2 separate regions of the Bombyx mori genome follow, and region 1 is linked to region 2. A link is a contact called in public Hi-C data. All regions are on one chromosome and are shown on one strand. Each heading gives the region's core, a stretch centred on a gene start, on an enhancer-like site or on the middle of the called end of the contact. The rest is flanking DNA. Distances are from core to core; before and after follow the strand shown. Region 1 overlaps LOC101737439. Region 2 holds the start of LOC101737439.

Evidence for each region. Hi-C and Micro-C count contacts between places; a contact is called where the count stands out from the background.
Region 1: a Hi-C map of whole pupa shows a contact between it and region 2, with 2.3 times the contacts expected there. The contact joins the enhancer-like site here to the promoter of LOC101737439 in region 2. A contact is called at or near these places in 2 of 7 Hi-C or Micro-C datasets (midgut and whole pupa).

What each region holds. Positions count from the first base shown.
Region 1 is chr9:5,115,665-5,121,352 of ASM3026992v2, reverse strand. The region is part of intron 2 of LOC101737439; the gene reads right to left. It also overlaps a transcript of DnaJ-21 not described here. Among protein-coding and RNA genes, the nearest start is that of LOC134199431, 24 kb to the right of the region's middle. Within about 2 kb of position 2,677, at least 6 of the 8 cell types and tissues checked have open chromatin away from gene starts, as enhancers often do.
Region 2 is chr9:5,071,487-5,077,616 of ASM3026992v2, reverse strand. It overlaps LOC101737439, which reads right to left and starts at 3,992. Exons shown (of 8, transcript XR_009973797.1): 1 at 3,765-3,992. It also overlaps a transcript of DnaJ-21 not described here.

The DNA.
Region 1 (5,688 bases), core at 1,428-3,927, 45 kb before region 2:
TTTTATCATACACCATTTCTTCGTTCACTCCCATATCGTCTTTCGCGCAATCCATCCATTTCTTCTTAGGTTTACCTTTTCCTCTATATCCTTCCAAATTCATAGTTAACATTCTCTTACCAACCTCATTTTCATTTCGTCTCATCACATGTCCATACCATCCCAAACGCGCACTTCTCAGCTTCTCTGTCACAGGTGCCACTTTCGGACTTCCTCTAACATATTCATTCCGTATTCTATCCATTCTCGTTACTCCACACATCCATCCCAACATTCGCATCTCTGCTGCATGCAATCGCGTCACTAATTTTACATACCAATAGATCTAGAAATCGATTGACATTAAAATCGATTTGTGTATCCGAGAGTTACTTACACAAGCAACAAAACAAGAACAAAAATTAAACTTGGGCGAAACCACAGGACTCGTCTAGTGTATGATAATAATCTCTCCGGTTAATAATCTGGATATCCGAGCAGCTGACCCTGGCATCCTGGTTTCCTACTTCATTCCCGGTAACAACCCACGGTACAACCCAACCTCAACTCCGTAATTCTGGTCTAAAGGGTGGTGGTAATTGTATCAATACGAACAATACGAACGGCTGTAATAACTTCACAAGATTTATGATCTTTTTTTATTGCTTAGATGGGTGGACGAGCTCACAGCCCACCTGATATTAAGTGGTTACTAGAGCCCATAGACATCTACAACGTAAATGCGCCACTCACCTTGAGATATAAGCTCCAAGGTCTCAGGTATAGTTACAGCGGCTGCCCCATCCTTCAAACCGAAACGCATTACTGCTTCACGGCAGAAAGAAGCAGGGTGGTGGTACCTACCCGCGCGGACTCTCAAGATATCCTACCACCAGCTTAGAGGTTCTACCACCAGTTTATTTACGAGTTACTTATAATCAGATGAAACGTTTTTTTCCAATCTACGTCGAAAAAAATATATTATGTAACAAACATATTATAGTAACAATATGCCTAAAATGTTAACTCCCATTTATAAGTACAATATCTCTGAGTGCTGGCGAACATTTCACAAGGCAAGGGTACATTTCTAATTCAATTTGCACCAAGTTTACATTCTGTTACGTAAAGGGAGACGTTATGTTATGTTACGTTATAATAATATATTATTATGTGCTCAAGTTCATTACACAAATGTTCGAATGAGCGACGTCAAGTTTCACTTCAGTTTCCTTACTTTAATTACTTGTGCTAAGTAAGTTTAACAAATTTGCTTTCAGAGTTTGCATTTTTTTTTTTATTTTTTTTTATTGCTTAGTTGGTTGAAGGAGCTGACAGCCCACCTGGTATTAAGTGGTTACTCGAGCCCATAGACATCTACAATGTAAATGCGCCACCCACCTTGAGATATAAGTGCTAAGGTCTCAGTATAGTTACAACGACTACCCCACCCTTCAGACCGAAGCGCATTACTGCTTCACGGCAGAAATAGGCGGGGTGGTGGTACCTACCCGTGCGGACTCACAAGAGGTCCTACCACCAGTGGAAAGTATTACTTAAAAGATAAATAAATACTGTATTCAATAAAATTTAAAATGTTCGAAACATAAGCGACGCTTGAAAGGCAAACGTGACTAAGCGACTAATGCGTGAGCTTTACAGTAGACTTATTTACAGTTGAAATACATGAAAAAAAATCTATTTTAACGAATCTAGCTGTAGGATTGAAATGATTTTAATAGATCTAGAAATATATTTGCTTTGCGCATCGAATATGGTTATTGCCTATCATTTATGTACAAAGCAGTCATTGTCGCTTAGTCACGTTTGCCTTTCAAGCGTCGAATTATTATTTAAATTATAAAGTTAAAAATAATGACGCCTGTTATTTTTCTTTACAAAGTCTTTGCTGTACCTGCAGGTACATAATTCTGTTACAGTCTTATAAAATGACTAGAGAAACCCGGCTATGATTAATCATATGAAAAAGATTGATTAAACTATTGGCAAGCCATTTATTGCGTATTGCCATACGAGAGAAACCTTTTCTGATGTACTAACAAGAACTACGCCATCTTTAATTACAATTGAATGAATGGTTTGGAAATCTATAGAACACAAACACGCATTTACTGCCGATAAGTGGTATGGTACTCAATATTGGCAATTACAGTTATCCTGCTCATTTCTCCCATGAATCTTCAGCTCCCCGATATAAAAGGTGCGGAGTTATATAACGCAATCGAAATTTCGACCTAATGGTTCCAATATGGGTGTTGGTATAACGTTGTGACGGGCCGTGAGTTAGTTCACTTATCGTCGATTGTGACTGTGGCGGTAGACATCATACAACGCAAGATAATTGACAGCTGCCTGAATCTCGCTTACGACATTTTCAAGATAAAGCGCATATATACAAGTTCCGAACAACAACATTTGGACCGTCGGTCTACTGAACAAATATCATCCGCTCGGTGGAAGATCTTCCTTTGTCGTTAAGCCTCCCAAACTGGTGACCTGCGACGGAACAACTGCAGCCTTCATCATCAGTGCATCAAGAACTTCGGCTACCACGGTTCCCGCATTCTTGCAGATAAATACAAAGACATCAACAGTCGTCCCACAGCTACAGCTACAGTGTATCGCAAGCGCCTCATGACTTTTAGCTCAATTTACCAGTGTTCTACAAGCGTGTATTTATAACAAGTTCCAGCCGAGCTGGTCTCATTAATGCGCCGACATCGTCCCACCGCGCTGCCTGCGTAATGACATTTCTTATTTACTTTAGAATTTTATATGACTCGCTCTACAGGAAATATTCGCGCCATTCTGAATGCAGTACATTATTTTTATCGGCGTTACTGACGTTGATCTTGGAACAGGGATATATTGAATGTAGTTTATGAATACTCGAAGTTGTGGCTCAAAAAAAAACAATTACTACATTATTATTTAAAACAACATCTATTCTTTACAATTGTATTTTTACCTCATGTCTTCGTAAAGTTATTTGGATTACCTTTAATTATATTTAGTCAGTCAATAACATTTGTAAATAATCATTTAAAATGATTTTGCTACAAATTAGTATTAGTATTTTTTTAAGTTACACTTTTTAAAAGGTGTTTTTTTTTTATAATTTAGCAATGTCTCTGTGATCAATTTTTTTTTAAAACTTGCTTTGGTTGCTGTAGGTAGAAGCATACGGAAACAATCTTTGAAAATAATGATCATTTTAATAATTTTTTTGTAAAATAATGTAGGCATTGACAACAGGTCTACAAACTGTCAAGACCCACATACCACGCGCGCCCCCTAAGCGTGGAAACTGCGCTAGATATTCAGCGCCATGCCTAAAAAACCCATTGACAGCTGGCCATGTAAGTTACTCCGTTCAGTAACTGAAACCTCATTTAATTTCAACAGAAACGCAAAACAATGATTCATTCAAGATCCCCGATAAACGACGAGCACATTTGAGTCTACAAAGTTTTAATTGGATTATATGAATATGACAGTTTCGCAGTATTGACAATCTAACTTCGCTACACAAATGATGGCTGGTTGAAAGAGACAAGTTTGAATTTCTACAATTAGTACCGTTACCAAACTTAGTACTGATACAACATTAAAACTACCGTAATAAGTTTTCATAGCGCCGCTTTCGCTGACAAGCAAGCAGTAACAGATTCAACTGTATATTTTTTTTGTTTTTATGCACGAGATCACAGTTCATCTGGTGTTAAGAAGCCACCAGAGCCCATAGATATCAACAACGCAAATGCCGCCACCCACCGTCAGACATTCGTTCTAAGTCTTAGTTTTTCAGTGAAACGGCTGTTCCACCCTTCAAATCGAAACGCATTTCTGTTTCACAGCAGAAATAGGCAGGGTGGTGGTACTTACCCGAGTGGACATAAAAGACATCTTACCACCAGTAAACGAACGAGTATGGCGGGACTCTGACGCTTAAAACCGGAACACATGACTGCTGCCAAGATGTTTTTTAATTTTTTGATAACCATGATTTTGTAAGCCCACACGTCCGGGCTTACAAAACCCTTTACAGCAAATAATTACACACTGCTGTAGAATTTTAGGTATTTTATTTAGATTTGTTATTCGTTCATTATCATGTGTCGACACACCAATATAATACCTTAGAAATGTTAGTACTTGTCTGCGGTGTTTGAAGATCGACATAATCGTATTACTTAGGACAAGGACCTCGTAGGAGGAATGGTCCCCGGCCCGAAAAAAGAAAAACAAAAGGTAAAATTAATCTTAATAGTGCATGTGTTTATCATAATAACTATTTTTTCCACGAAGCAGACATAGATACAGATTCGAAAGAGGTGGGACAAAGCTTATATACAAATGAGACTTAGGCGTTATATATGAAGGCAGACACGTTTGCTACAAAGCCTAAAAACAGCATCTCTTGAAATCATTTCTTGTTTGTAATTAATAAGCGTTGAATGAATGAGGGTAATTTCTCAAGTCAATCAAAATATACTCGTAATACTTCAAGATTAAACGGAGTGTCAGTTCTTCGGACGGAACAACTGCTAATCTACAAACGAAAGCTGACATAAAGGATTTGATAGACGTTCCTGAATCAAAAACGATTACAGTCGATTTAATGATGGCGTCAGGTAGTATAACAAATCTGAATCAAGAAAAGTATAGGGTAAATGTATCATGCCTTTTATAAAATAAAATAAAAGTGATTAGAAAATCTCTCCTTTGAAATGAATTGAAGTCGTCGTGGCCTAAAGGATAAGACGTCCGTTGTATTCGTATATAGCGATGCACCGGTGTTCGAGTCCCGCAGGCGGGTACCAATTTTTTTAATGAAATACGTACTTAACGAATGTTCATGATTGACTTCCACGGTGAAGGAATAACATCGTGTAATAAAAATCAAACCCGCAAAATTATAATTTGCGTAATTACTGGTGGTAGGACCTCTTGTGAGTCCGCACGGGTAGGTACCACCGCCCTGCCTATTTCTGCCGCGAAGCAGTAATGCGTTCGGTTTGAAAGGCAGCCGTTGTAGCTATACTGAGACCTTAGAACTTATATCTCAAGGTGTGTGGCGCATTTACGTTGTAGATGTCTATGAGCTCCAGTAACCACTTTACTCCAGGTGGGCTGTGAGCTCGTCCACACATATAAGCAATAAAAAAAAATGAATACATTATTTTTTTCAAGAGATATTTCCACATTCTGTACATTATTTTCAGTATGCGCTGTCTTTTAGAAATACAAAATTCTAATCCAGTGCAGATGCTGAAAATAAGAAGAATACTTTGCAAAAGTGAATAAAATCAAAAAGATTAATAATTTCGAAAATTAAAAACCAAACAAACAAAAAGACGTAGGGACATATAAAATCCGACTAAAAGACTATATATAAATAGAACGGGATTCAAGAAGCCTTATTCCAATCACAGACACACTTCTATTTAATTATTTACACAAAGATCAGCTTATTTATTTGCGCAGATATAATTTTTCAGAATTATTCTTTTCTGGTTAAAATATTATTTTTCATTTTCACATAATAGCATGAATATATTTGAATATAAATTACTTTTCTATAATATAAAAATGATTCAATGAATGTGTTGCTAAGCGCATATCTTGAGAGCAGCTGAAACGATTTCGCAAATAATTTTTTTAGTATATCCTTGAAGTATGAGCGTG
Region 2 (6,130 bases), core at 2,743-5,242:
TGGGGTAAATCTTATTATGCAACTTTACTGAAACCTAAAAAAAAATTTTTTTTTTTTGCCGTACTACTGCAGTCCCATATGAGTGCGGTTGTACTAACGTATATCTTCACTTGCTATTGAAAATATACGGCTCAAAAGTGCATTTACGTAGCACAATTTTCAAATATACCAGTGGTCCCGCAGTAATCGAAATTCAACTATAATTAATTGAAATTATAAGTTTGTACACTATTATGATTCTATTTTCAGAGACTGTTATACTTCTATAATCACAAATTTTGCCAAGACTACACTATAGAAAAATATCAATAAAGACAAATATTTAATCTATTCTCAATTTGACCACAGACGTCAAGAACAAAAGTTTAACAATAAATAGTATGCATGCGTGTGTCCGTCAAATACATAGTAGTGTGTGTAATGTTTTTTTTATTGATTTAATGTATTTTTTAGACTTAATTTTAAAAAAATATTAACAATCTGCACTCCTTCTCTATATTTTCTATAAGTGTGGGAAATTTCATACTCCTCCGTCCGCGCAATTTTCGTAAAAACGGATACAAAGTTTTTCCTTCACGTATTAATATATAGATAAAAAAGTTCGTGCACAAAGAAGGATATAACCAAAACGCTCATTAAATTATTCCTTTGTACGAAAACGCGATATGCTTTTGTACATAGACCGTACGTAAACCTGAGATCCCTTGGTGACATTTTCAGAGTTCGGCTGGCACGCCTTTGTGCTCTTTGGCCACTCAAATGCCTTTAACATAAGACCCACCTGTTGTCCGCGACATACGTCATCTTTCTGGCATCTTTTAAATCCCTTTTATGCTCGGCCATCCGTGTGAGTGAAATGGGATACCACTATTAAAGTATTTTAGTGACGATGAAGCTTTCACAAAAATTAAAATTAAACTTACTAAAATTTTGATCACAATTTTTATCCCATTAGCCTTATTAGTGGCTATATAAATTTTTATGAGCTAAATAGGTGAATGGAATTGGTGTTTCTAATAAAATTATCGATTACATTGGAGCATCACCTGTATATACTAGTAAAAAAATTAAATATGAGCTTAGAAAAAATGTTAAATTTTGCGCTAAAATTCAATTTAAGATCGACTGCATCTTCTAATCGGGCGGACAATAAACATTTAAAGTTTCTCAACGTGTCTAAGTAAGAATTGCCTACCCGGATTTGTGGGCTGTTAATTACATGAGACAGAATGTACACCCTGACTACAGAATATATTTAATGAATACTCCGACCCCGATCGTGAATCGAATCCGGATCACGAGGAACCCAGACCGATCAAGGGCAAAGCGATAAATCAATACTACGGAAAATCCTGCAGAGCTTTAAGCACCGACACTTTTTGCTGTAATAAAATATATATGTGTAATGCGTGTCCGTGTTTAACTCGTATCGTTATGAACATCCCACAATTAGATTTTATCTAAAGATATTATACACGAATTATAATCGTGGTGGAGCTATTTACCAAACGATTGTATCCTCAGATGCTGTAAAAGGTCAAGTTTACTAATAGATAATCTACCACGCGAGATTTATTTTAATCAACATTAATATTGGTTAAATTTTTTTTTTTTGTTTTTATTGCTTAGATGGTTGGACTAGCTCACAGCCCACCTGGTGTTAAGTAGTTACTGGAGCCCATAGACATCTACAACGTAAATGCGCCACCCACCTTGACATAAGTTCTAAGGTCTCAGTATAGTTACAACGGCTGCCCCACCCTTCAAACCGAAACGCATTACTGCTTCACGGCAGAAATAGGCAGGGTGGTGGTTTCAAATCTTTTCGTAAAGCTGCAATAAAAGTCTAATTGTAAATCATATTTTCATTTAAATATTAAGTTATATTAATAATATATAATAAAGAAAACATTACACACGCTACCATGTATTTGACACAACACATACATATAAATATACTCTTTGTGTATTGTTAATTGTGAAACTTTTGTTAATCTTTAAAGTCTGTGGTCAAATTGAGAATAGATTAATATTGTTTGTCTTTAATATTATTTATCTATAGTGTACTCTTGGCGAAATCTATATATCTATATATATTAATATCTCTATTATTATAGAAGTATAATAATAGTGTTTGACAATAGAACCATAATAATGTTTAAACTTTTAATTTAAATTAATTATAGTCGAATTTCGACTACTGCGGGGACCACTAGTTGATTTAAATTAAAAATGTGTTAGTCAGAGTTAGAGATTGAGACTTCAAATTGTTCATGTATTATCTTTGTATGGTCGCAATGACAGGAGCCTGGGTATAGCTGTAATACCACATTTATGTGTCGCGTGACTCCGCACCGGTAGGTACCACAGCCTGACATTTATGTTCTTAATGTATCTGTGTGGATTCCGCTAAATACTGAGCATGGGCAATGATTTTGTCCACCCATCAAGCAATAAAAAATAAATCTGCAAGTATTTAGTATTAATAAAAATACTAGTATTTATAAGATAGTATTAATAAAGATACTAGTATTTAATATTAATTACTGGTGGTAGGACGTCTTGTGAGTCCGCACGGGTAGGTATCACCACCCTGCCTATTTCTGCCGTGAAGCAGTAATGCGTTTCGGTTTGAAGGGCGGGGTAGCCGTTGTACTGTAAAACTGAGACCTAAGAATTCATGTCTCGAGGTGGGTGGCGGCACTTACGTCGTATGGGTCTAGGGCTCCGGTAACCACATAATACCAGGTGAACCGTGAGCTCTTCCACCCATGTAAGCAATAAAAAAAAATCTTTCTGAATACATATATCTAAACATACCTACATGGCATTTACCTACATTTCAATCAAAAAAAAAAACCATGTCACTGCGATGAAACTGTATACATTTACAGTATTTTCTTCAGTTTCCGTGAGTCGTACACATAATTAAAACGACTTTTACGTTTCATTGTTAATTATTCGAAGCGCCGCAAATAATATGATGACAATAAAAAAAGCGATACTAAGCTGCAAAATTTTTTTTTGGTTGAAGTTTTTGTATACTTAATGAAAATTACACAATTGTTACATGCTATTACCATTAAAATTAAAATCCAACGAAGGCTATTTACGAACGCCTTTGTTTTCTTTAATTGCATTTAATAATTGATTATTACTCAACTCATACATCTACATTACATTTATAATCGACAACAAGAAAAATTACCAATATCTTCACAGATTAACGCTTTAAGGACGTGTCTTGTGCGCACAATAGGTTCAATGTCAAAAGACCCAATGAAAGGCTCCACAACCTTACGAAGGCATTACAATGACGAAGATAAAGTATCAACCTCGGCAATGGATGCGTTAAAGTTGACACTGTAATGTACGCAATTCGAATCTAAGTTCAATTAGAGGATAGGGTTCGCCCGTTTCACCCCCATATCAACCTATTTCATCGGGGTAACAAAAGTCTAAGCAATTATGTATTTAATTTTACACGAAATCCCTTATAGGTTTTATAAGGCACGGAAATGGCTTAGGTCATTTTGTTGTTCTTATCAATTTCTGTGAGTTAATTTATTGAAATATTTCAAGTAAAGTTTTGAGTAGTATAATTCTAACAAACCAAAAATGTATGTAGCTTCAGATAAAATCTACGGAGACAATGACAGAAAATTTTGAATTAAAATTTTTGACTGAGGTCCCACAAACGAATTTGTAACACTTTTAGTTTATTTAAAACTTTTCAGTGCAAATAAAATTATCTTATCACTTACCGATCATTCTACTCGACGGATGACACCGGAATTCCGCACTTACTAACAATGTTCAAAAGTTTATTATCACGAGGAAATACGGAAAATTTTAAAGATATAAAAAAAGGCAAGGAAAAAAATTAATCTACAAAAGGGTGAAGTGATTTCAGGATAGAAGGGTTGGGTTGGTTGGGTACAAATTATTAGTTACTTTGAAAGAAAGTTTGGGAAGGAAGCAGCCTCGTTGAGGGTCCCGAACCGACTGAATTGAATCCGACATGGCTTTTCCCGATTTTCCCTCTAATATGGGACAATTTGGTTTTCTCGTCATATATCGCCATCTAGCATCGGGTAGAACCACTAAGTAGGTGGATCGTAAGTGACATCTGTGAAAAATTAAATGTAACTACAACAATTTTACAAGTAAATTTTCCTCGACGTCTCGCAGCCTTTTCTAGTTCATGTACTCGTCGATAGATGGCAGATTAATCTAAAATTGCTACCCAAATTTTCATTTATTATTTCACATATCATAATTGCGTAGGCTGCGTACAGTAGACGGATAAATTATCAAGGAAAACTGTAATCAGGAATGTTAACAAAATGTACAGAATGGCTAATGTTGCATTATTAATATTTTTTTACTAAGATCAACAAATTGTTGGGAATTTTGGAAATCTGGAAATCTGTGATCTGAAATCTGTAAACAGTGATTAAAATTCGGCCATAATTACTAAAATCTCAACACCATTCAATTAATGTTAAACATTTTCCTTTCGTTTTTTGTCACTAAAATATTTAATTCTGTCTTTTTTATTTATAACTGTAAAGCTCTTCATTAGCTGCCAAAGAAAATAAAAAAGGAAATCAGTTGACGAACAGCGTAGAAAATGGTACATAACTTTTTTTGCATTTGCTTATAGAACAAACATATAGAAACGGAGGTGGCTCTTAAAATAAATTGTTTAATTGTGTTAAGCTTAACTTAAAGTTTTGATTTAGTCCCCTGTGCTAGAGAAGAAATCGGTGAAGGACTCATTACGCCGAACCTTTCAAGCTCTGTAGGAACCAAGACAAATTCAATTATTAGATTTGCTCTGTTATAATTGTCCTAGGACATATTTGTACTTAAAGAGAGGCGATTCTGGTGTTTGTAGATATTTCAGTAAGGTTTGGTTTTTCAATAAAGCCGTAAATATAAGCTGATTGAATATGAAATTGAATTCTTTATGTTCAATGTATTAAATTGTGCTTTATTTTATCCTGTGTAATATAATTTAACCTGTGGTTTTTAATATCATGAAATTTCGCAGAATGCGTAGAATTCCCTGAAATAAATTCATTTTTAAACTGATTCGACAGAATATTCCGGTACTAGGTATTACCAGTAGGTACGTTAATTTCATACCAAATAGGGAATTAGAATTATGTTTGTCGGACAGGTACTCAATTTTTTTTTATTGCTTAAGTGGATAAACGGTCACCCTAGCATTGAGTGGTTATCGGAGCCCATAAATATATAATTTACATCTTGTGAGCGCGCACGGGTAGGTCCTGACACCCTGACTATTTCTCCCCCATAAGCAGCAATGCGTTCCAGTTTGATGGGTCGGGCAGCCGTTGTACTATAGAACTGAGTCTCAAAGCTCTTGTCAAATCAAATCAAATCAAATCAAAAAAAAAAATTCAACATAAATGAAAATACATACTTGTTGAACGTCAAAAAGAACTACCGCCAATTCACAAAAACTAACCTCCGTCCTGAGAAGAACTGGCAAGAAACTCAGCGGGCATATTGTATTTCTTTTTTTAAATATTAGATTTTTTTTGAAATATTAATTTTTACAATGAGTATTATAACGTAACAATTATTGCAATATTGAAATGCCCGGAGCGAGCAACTCATTCCCACTTTGTGGAATCTTCTAGATAATCATTGACTTTATAATAAACTTTATTGCACAGATGTTGTTCCAAGATGGGTGGTGCCATTGACGTTGTGATCGTATGGGCTCGCAGCATTTAAAACCAATTAAACCGTGAGCTTGTTCTATGCAATAGAAATAAAAAGCTAAAGCAGTCGTTCGTAAAGGTCAAAATGCATTCCGATTTAATGTTTAAATTAATATTCCGAGATACTTCAATGATAAAGTTTTTCAAACATTCAATCGATAGATGGTTGTGATCACGTAAGAGTACAATAATTTCAAAAATCCTCAACGTTATTTATTCTATGGCGTATTCCCATTTACACACAAAATCCATATCCTATACACCCCCAAAAAGATGTGGAATGGAATGGCGAAATCTATTGGATATTTAGTTTAACAACAAAATCATTTATTCTTTAAAAAAAATACTACATACCGTACGCATTCGTAACATCG